Regions from separate parts of the Hordeum vulgare genome. Here regions 1 and 2 are each linked to region 3. The links are chromatin contacts, called in public Hi-C maps. All regions are on one chromosome and are shown on one strand. The core of a region is the stretch at or near the end of the contact, and the rest is flanking DNA. Distances in the headings are between cores, read along the strand shown. Region 1 holds the start of LOC123427230. Region 2 holds the start of LOC123430528. Region 3 holds the start of LOC123427227 (BRCA1-associated RING domain protein 1).

Region 1 (2,964 bases), core at 365-2,864, 210 kb before region 3:
GCCCCTTTTGAAGTTTTCTCAAGAAAGATAAAAATATGGATTTTGAACTACGAATATAAATCAAGATAAATGCCGTTTCAGGTTGTAAAGGTTGCTTGAAGCTGTTTCCTAATAATATATCACATAGAACGACATCATACAACAAATACATTTTTTTTTCATAATCTGTAGTGTTTCCATCCCATATCAATTGTCGCTCAAATGGATGTATCTAGACGTATTTCAGTGGGAGATACATCGGTTTGAGCGACAGTTAATATGGAATGGAGGAAGCAGATTTTATTCCATTCATCTGTGAACTTGTACCATAGATTTTTCTAGTTGACATGCTGGATATTCACTATCAAAGAAAGGACAACTTGATCAATACATATCTCATAGGAGAATTTCTTCGCTTTCTTGGAGCACAAAAGTGAGTCTACATGAAGCACTAACTCTTCATCGCCGCTTATAACTATTCTCCCTGTGTGGGAATGGTAGGAGAAGTAGGGGATGTAGGTGCAGGCGTCACAATGGTTGTTGAAGGTCCCTTTAGAGTCTTTGGCCCCTTATTATCATCAACGACCTCCTCAGCAGCTCTTTCCTTGGCCTTTTGGGCTCTCTGAACTACTTCCTCCTGTATTAACAATTATCGCCCAAAGGGCATTTTAGAAGTGAGTGGTGTTCTGTGAGGTTTAGAGAAGATAATTAAGTGCATGCCTACAATAAATTGTGGCTATACATTATGGAGCCATAGATAATGATGGTTAACGGTGGAAAGCGGTTGGATTATGTGCAATCAAAAGGTTACAAGCGGTGCACATCTGGATGTAGAAGAATAACATACATACTTTAGTTTTTTAGTTGTTTGAAATCTGAATGTACAAGAGCTTACGAGTTGCCACTGAGAATTCACAGGCCTATCTGCCATCAGCTGGCCTAAGGAACACATCTAGTTCTCCAGTAGCTAGCTGGATTGAAGGTAAAGCCTCTTCTAGAATTCCATGCCGACGCTTTGCTACACGCTAGTAGTATATGTATATCCCTAATACCCATGGGGAGCAAAGCAAGGGCCGGGGTTGTGCCGTACCTGGAATTCCTGGACCTGCTTCTGCTGCTCCGCCTGCCACTGCCCGACGACGCTGAACACCTCGCCCACCACCGACTCGGCCCTCTCCGTCAGCGCCTCCGCCAGGGCCTTCCCGAGGAAGAAGGCGTCGAGGACGGCCTTGCTCTCATCGTCACCTGGCACATGGGCAGCAGAACAACGGAGGACGGGGTAAGAGACCCAGCCCGACACGCCTCTCCCGACCTGCGCATGAGGAGGTGCGCGTACCTGCTTTGGGCTCGGGACGCCCGCCGCCGCCGCCGCTCCTGGCCGCAAACCTGCGAAGGTTGTTTCTGACGGGGGAGGGGGAGGGGGAGGGGAAGGCGCTGCGGGCCGGGAGAGAGACGCGGCAGAAGGAGGGAGGGGCCGCCGCCGGCGCAGGTAGCACGGGCGCCATGTCTGCCCGCGCTGTCGTGGAGCTGCGGGGTCTTCCAGCGAGGAATTGGGGCTGGGAATCGGTCGGATTAGAACCCCCGGCCACCGGCGGACGCGCGGCCACGGACGGATTGGGGGCAATCTGGGAAATGGGAGGACGCTTTTCTTTTTTCGATTGTTGTACTCGCATCTTGTACAGTACGTATGTAGTACGTACCACAGACAGAGACAGGGCCAGTCATGTAATTACACTCAACAAATCGCCTCCAGGCTCCACCGCCGGCAAGGAGAAGCGCGTGGTCGGCTCGCCGTCCCCATCATCCTCCCCATCGCCTCCGCCGCAAGGCCATTGATCGTTGCTGCATGCTGCGGGGTGCGGATTGTGGAGTAGCAACGGGAGGAGGCGGCAGGAGGTCAGCCCCTTGGCGCAGGCCAACTGTTTGATGGAATGGCGGCTTCATCCATCCAGGCAGGTGATTAAGATGTGTGTCTGGGTCTGCCACAGTTTGATGTACGTCTTGAAGCTAGCTGAAGGACCTGAGATGAACTAACTGCATAGACACGTACTGTGCGCAAGACTGGCCCGTAGCAGATTAAGAGTGCCGTGCTGAAGACATTGCTTGCAACTGCTTACTCTGATGACCTTGTGATGAAGATCTTTCAGACACCACCATCTTGACGAAAGGTATTCTTAAGTTAGTTATTTTCTGCACGGGTTAAATTAATAAGCATGCCACACTAGCATTTGCCATGTTTTTCTTTTTTTTACGAGACGACAAGTGAGCTGCCGTTTATTGCCAAGAGAAATTGTAGAGGACGCAATGTTGGGAAGAAAAAACGCAAAATACATAAAAAAAAGGGTAAAGAGATAGTGGGTGGCGGGGGGTTAGAGATGCCCCTTTTTTTTTTTTTTTTGTGGGAAGATACCCGTGTGTTACACTAGATGCCTCTGTTATCCTATGGAAGAAGGCTAAATATCTGGCGAAAACCACTTTCTCATGGAAACTCTCGAAATTACATGTACACATACTAAATTCTTCTAAAAAATACGTCAATTGGGAGGTTATTCTTATGAACCACGGAGTTCTCATGGGGGGGGGGGGGCATATATCTTACTGAGGATAAATAAGCTAATCATTCTCGATAGATTGATTATGCTGAACTGTGCATGCAGTAGCTGAACCACTCCCATCAGGATGCTAAAACACTCCTAATAGAAGACTAAAATAGATGGCACACACATGAGAAGCTTTCCCGAGCATCTGATGATAGTTGGCTTAAATTGACTATATTACTCCAAATAGTTCTTCTACATATCGGTCATAATATATTGCAACAAGATATGCTATTCTAATGGTGGTCCATTAATTTTCATTTGCTCTTGAATATAAGATCTTCTAGTTGATAAGATGTTCTGTTGTCATGGAAGCATATCCTGCTTCATGTTGATGTTTGGGTACATGAGCAATGCACATTATATAATCTCAATTAAATTGGTGCAA
Region 2 (2,871 bases), core at 211-2,710, 140 kb before region 3:
AAAAAATAAGGAAAAAAGAAAAGTTAAAAATAAAAAAAATCATGAAGTGAAGAAGTTTACGAATTTGAAACACACAAATGAAAAAGGAAGAAAAAGAAACAAGAAAAAAAACACAGTCATGAGCCAGCTCCAAGACGTGTGCATGCACCACGTTAGCAAAAACAAATAAACAAGGGTCGACCACAACTAGCATCTACTCCCTTCATTCATAAATATAAGCCTTTTAAAAGATTTTATTACAGGATAACATACGAATGTATATAGACATATTTTAGTGTATACAGGTTCATTCATTTTGCTTCGTACGTAGTCCCCTAGCGAAATCTTTATAAAGACTTATATTTAAAAACGGAAGGAGTACCAGGCTGTCGCGCAAGCGGAGAAACAACAGAAAAATACATTTGCAAGAATCTTAAAAAGAGACTAGATTCAAAGGCTTTGGACTTAGATGCGAGATAATTATTTCACATCTAATATAAAATAGAAAATTTGGTAATAGCAAATTAGTTTTTTTTGTTAATAAATAGCGAATTTGTTAATAGATAATTATTTCACATCTATATCCATTTCTTCTAAAACAAAATCATATTGAAGAAGATCGCTTCTCGTGTAGGTAGAGTTGTTGATTATTTCTCTCGAATGGGCATGTTGGCCGAATGTTACTGATTATTTCTCCGCTAGTATTAGTTGACATCTGAGACATCTTGTTGTTTCATCGAAAAAGTAATATAATCTTTCCGGATGGAAATATAAACCGAGCACGGGTAATCAGGTCTTTGATTCGATTAACAAAGAATGTGTTAATATGTCGTAGAAAATGTATTTGCCATACATGTTCCATTAGTTAAACTCACGACCTAAGTTCTTGTGTGGAATTATATTCCAAAATGCAAAGAGTATTCATCATGTGAGGACACACCACATACCTGATGAGAAACGAAAACAAGTTTGTAGATTTACCAGCCAAGGAAAATGAAGCATCATCATAGGAGTGCGTTGATTTTTATTTTATTTTATGTACTAGTAATACTAGTAATTATCAGGAATGCGTTATTTTGGCTGGACAAATACTACTGTATTAGGAGCGCGTTGATTATCTGCCTATCCGGGCCCAAGCAGCAGGCGCCGGAGGCACCAAAAAGAACGCGCACACCAAAACCCCCACGCAGCCGCCACTGCCGGGTGGGCCCACGAACGGAACCAGCTGCAAATCCTTCGCCAGGGCACGCTCGCTGGAATTCTCCATCCGCCCCTCCCCATCTCCACGCGACTCCCACCACCGGACGCAATTACCCATCCGCCCCTTCCCGCCCCCCACAACCACGAGCGGGGCCCTCGGCCGCGGCCCTCCTGCAGGAAAGCGCGGTGGCAGGGACGTAATTCCCGCCAAAGCCCGGGGGCACCCTCCGGGGCGCCCCAGTATAAATAGGAGGCAGCCCCCCTCCTGACGCCCCCCCTCCTCTTATAACCCAGAAAGAATTCTCTCTCGTCTCCTCCTCCCCTCCACTGCTCTCCCCCTCCGACCTTTCTCTCGGTCCGTCGTTTCCTCCCCTCCTCTCGCTCGGCCTCCGCCCTGTGAAGTTACCGTCCTGCCCCCGGTGGGCCCCACGGCCATCAATCTCCTGGAGATTTTTTTCCCCCTCTCCGATTTGTTTTCCTTTCTTGAGGAAACTGTTTCTTTCTTTTCCTTTGCCTCCTCCACATACACACATACATACATATCCCGTCGGAAACCGCTTTTCGACGGCTCCCCTCGGCTGGCGCTGCTGACGTGGCGGGGGTCCGGGCCGTCGATATGTCGCTGAGCGAGAAGCTGGAAGCGGCGCGTATCGCACTGGGCAAGCGCAAGGAGCGGGAGCTGCAGCAGCTGGGCCCCGCCCCGGCCCCGGCCCCAACTAAAGCCGCCGAGCTGTCCGCCAAGCCGGCTCGGGCCGGCAACAACAACAACAACAAGCTGCTGGCCGGGAACCTGGCCCACGAGTTCCTGACCCACGGCACGCTCCTGGGCCGCCGGATCGAGCCGAGCCACCACCACCACCCTCCCGCCCCCGCGGCCCCGCGGCCCGAGCCCGAGCCGAAGAGGAGGTACGCCGAGCTGTCCTGGCTGCTGATGACCAACGGGGCCCACATCCCCGGCGTCGTCAACCCCACGCAGCTCGGCCGCTGGCTGCAGATAAAGGAGTGACGCCGCCGTCCACCCCCCCACCGCCACCGCCACCAAGGAGGAGGAGGAGGAACAACGGCAGCAGCACATCAAGACAAAGCGGTTTCGTCGCTCGCCTCGCCTCCCACCCCACCCATCCCCTCCCTTCCCCTCCCGTCGCCTTCTTTCCTAGATCTAGCGAGAAAAACCTGCTGTTGTTGCTGCTCTTGTACTTAGCGCTATCCGGTCGATGCATTGGCACTGCTAGCGAGCCTTTAATTCCCTCCATTACTAGTACTTCTACTCCCACCGTGTTTCGCGTGTCATTCATGCCTGCTCGCTTTATTTTCTTGCATCCATAGCAAAGGCCCATGGATGGATGGATGGATGAATGGATCGATCGCGGCGGAAATCTTGCCATGTATGGCGACGCAACGGGCGTGGCGTGCCGCGGTGGTTGGTCCCCGTTTTTATTTCCGTCTCCGTGTCTGGGTGGGCATGGACGCCTTCCCTTTGGTTTGGTTTGGTTTGGTTTGGCTCGGTTCGGTTCGGTTTGGTTTGGCTCGGAGCTCTGCTCCTCCGTAATAAATACGGGCAAGGCTGGCGCCCACTGCGTGAGAGGCTTTGGTTGTGACGATACGATACATGTAGCGGTGTGATTTGTGAGCCGTCAGATTTTGTTGATTGGATCACAAGGGACCAAGGTGGTTCGGTTCGGTCTCTCCTGG
Region 3 (2,980 bases), core at 306-2,805:
TTAGAGTTGCCCTCAAAGCAGGCCAAAGGGTCATCTTGGCACGACACGACCCAATCCTATGTAATCGTGCGTGCACGGCATGACTGAGATACACATATTTACTAGATGAGCCATGTCGTGCGGGCCCATGTGTCCCACTCGCTGGCCAGACACGACGTAATTAGTAAATGACCCAGCCCATGACAAGTTTAGCATGCTGGATCGCATGTTGGCTAATTTTAGGTTTATTGGGCTGTATTTTAGGTCACATATATAAAAATATTCAAGTAAAAATAAAACAAACGTGTCATGCTCTGTCGGCCCGCGTACCCAGCCTCTAGGCCCAACACAGTCCCAAACGTGCCACGAGCCGTGCCAAGCGTGCTAGCAGGCCGGCCTAGCTGGCACGACCCAAGTAGCCAGCTCTGGGCCTCTGGTTGCGCTAAGGTTTCGTACTGTCCGTCGGTGTTTCCTATTTGATGCTTAAGCGCCCGTTTGCGAACAGGCGCCTGAAGGCGCGTCTAGTTGGGCTCGGCCCATCTTGCCTTTTTTTCTTTGTGGAACAGAAAACTTCAACGTGTCTCTTGGTATTCGAATCAAGGACCTCCTGGTCGTTCGCACAACGCGCTAGCCACACGACCTACATCACCTCCTATTCCTTTGAACACTCTTTTCTTTTTATGACTTATTTTACTTTTTTTCTTATTTAGAATGGTTTTTACTCGGGTCTTTATTTTTTTATCCCTTTTCCTCATTTGAATGAATTTTCAATTTTGATGAATTTTTTTTGGATACGTTGATCTTTTTTCCAACATTGATGAACCTTTTCCGGATTCGATGATCCTTTTTCCAAAATTGATGATTTTTTTAAAAAATTGATGTTTTTTTTAAAATTGATGATTTTTTTTAGAATTGATGATTTTTTTTTGAAAATATGTGAACTCTTTTCAAAATTTATATTTTTTTTGAAAATTCAATGAATTTTATTCAGACTCGATGATTTTTTTAAAATTCAATGAACTTTTTCAAACTTGATGTATTTTTTAAAATAGGATGAACTTCTTTTCAAAATCAATGACTTTTTTTCAAACTCGATGTGTCTTTAAAAAGTTTGATGAACCTTTTCAAAATGGATGATTTTTTTTAAAATTTGATGAACTTTTTTTACTTTTTAAACTATTTTTCGAGTCAATGAAATTTTTTATGTCAGTTTTTGAGATGTCAATGGTCAAACAGTTCGACCGATCAATAGTAAATTTTTTGTGAGAACTTGACCGATCAACAGTAGGTTGCGATCCAGCGAATGGAAGCCGACGAGTGACATTGCTTGTTGGGCCAGCCCACGACCTCGGGGCTGTGAGCGCCAGCTTACCGAATTGACGCCAGCAGCGCCAATTAGGAGCTCCCCTGTCCGCCGCCGATCCTACGCGGCTAGGCTACCCAAGGAGGAGGAGCCCCCCACTTTTCCCACCAGAAGCTGAAATTTTCCCGCGAATGGCGCCCGATTCCGAGCCGCGTCCGTCCACGCGCCCTCAAAACAGTTCCACCTTCCCGCCGGCGCCACTTCTCCCCCCCATTTCCAGAGGCCACCCAGGGTATTTCACCGGCTCCAGAGCCAGCGACCTCGCGCCATCACAGCACAACCCTTCTTCGTCTGGAGAGCGCTACCCAGGAGCGTGGTCGTGAGCGGCGGCGGAGATGGAGGGCATGAGGAGGTTCGTCAACCCGCTCAAGCTCAACGTGCAGAAGATGGAGCTGGAGCTCACCTGCCCCGTCTGGTACACGCCACCTCCGCCTCCCCTCCCCCCCACCCCGCCCCACTCCGCATCTATGTTCTACGGATCCAGATGCGGATTGAGGCCAGAGCTTTTCTATGATTTGACTAGAGCTATAATAAGCCTGTAGATCGGAACTGTGTCATCCGTAATACGAGCACCGACAACCCCTGCATACAAAGAAGCGAACTTTGCCATAGTTGGATCTGGTGAGCGCTTGATCTGTGACGGCTGACCATCTCTTTTTTTTTTGGCAGCCTGAAGTTGCTCAGCGCGCCTACGATGCTGCCGTGTTGCCACACCTGCTGCAGGTTACTACCCTGACAACCTAACCTACGTGCCATTCTCTCTACTCATACCTCCTTGTGACGAACCTCTTGAATTCTTTCAGCAAATGCGCCACTACGCAGGCTATGAATGGCCACAGCTGCGCCATTTGCAAACTAGCCTATCACCCTCAAGGTATAAATTGGTAAACTGAGGTGTTTGTGATTACCGAGTTTTGGCTTTGACCAATTACTCACCTGATACTACCAAAAACCGCTTGCAGATTTAAGGCCCGCTTCTCAAATTGAGGCATTGGTGAACATTCAGAGGAGCATCAGCTCTACGGTCAGCAGCATGTCTCTGGAGCTCGGGAATCAAGCAGCCATTCCTGGTACACTGTCGACCAATTCCTGTTTTTGTGCTGTCAGAATAACAAGCACAAGGTTTCTACTATCCGTGAGGCCATAATATGTTGATTGATTTGGAAAACCCTTTGTTTTGTCAGTTGCAAAGGTCGCATCTCAACAAACTCCAGAATCAGGAACGACAAGTTCTTACAACTTGGTTACTTCATTGCTGCCATGTAACCAATCAGCTGGACCTGCAAATGAAAATGTAGACGGTGCACAAGCAATGGATCCTGCACCAGGAAACAGAACTGATGATGTGAAAGTTGAGCCCACGGTTATTGTACAGACAGGGCCGTGTGGGTCTCAAACTCCTAATGGCTCTGGGGATCTGGAATGTGACAGCAACTACCTTGAAGGAGAGTTGGTAATATTCTATCTCATGCAGATGAACTTTGTTTGTTAATAATAGCTTGTTTCTACAAGCGAATTTTCTTTTCTCTCTCTTTGCATCTGGTATGTCCTCTTTATAATAAAAATCCCACTCCTGAAATTGGTCATCCTCTCAGATAACAAGCGGATCACCTCCTCAGAGTACGTTGAAAAGAGGGC

What was found. A called contact is a pair of places that touch in the nucleus more often than the background predicts.
Region 1: a contact with region 3 is called in a Hi-C map of seedling, with 5 times the contacts expected there. The contact joins the promoter of LOC123427230 here to the promoter of LOC123427227 in region 3. A contact is called at or near these places in 4 of 6 Hi-C or Micro-C datasets (leaf and seedling) and 1 of 1 datasets of contacts at active chromatin or transcription factors (embryo).
Region 2: a Hi-C map of leaf shows a contact between it and region 3, with 4 times the contacts expected there. The contact joins the promoter of LOC123430528 here to the promoter of LOC123427227 in region 3. A contact is called at or near these places in 2 of 6 Hi-C or Micro-C datasets (leaf and seedling).

What each region holds. Positions count from the first base shown.
Region 1 is chr2H:557,721,301-557,724,264 of MorexV3_pseudomolecules_assembly, reverse strand. LOC123427230 reads right to left here and starts at 1,614. Exons shown (of 3, transcript XM_045111227.1): 1 at 1,316-1,614; 2 at 1,070-1,224; 3 at 265-616. The coding sequence starts at 1,484. The coding sequence ends at 455.
Region 2 is chr2H:557,652,218-557,655,088 of MorexV3_pseudomolecules_assembly, reverse strand. It overlaps LOC123430528, which reads left to right and starts at 1,460. Exons shown (of 1, transcript XM_045114393.1): 1 at 1,460-2,450. The coding sequence starts at 1,796. The coding sequence ends at 2,185.
Region 3 is chr2H:557,511,205-557,514,184 of MorexV3_pseudomolecules_assembly, reverse strand. It overlaps LOC123427227 (BRCA1-associated RING domain protein 1), which reads left to right and starts at 1,555. Exons shown (of 14, transcript XM_045111223.1): 1 at 1,555-1,757; 2 at 2,012-2,065; 3 at 2,146-2,216; 4 at 2,305-2,412; 5 at 2,527-2,795; 6 at 2,938-2,980. The coding sequence starts at 1,678.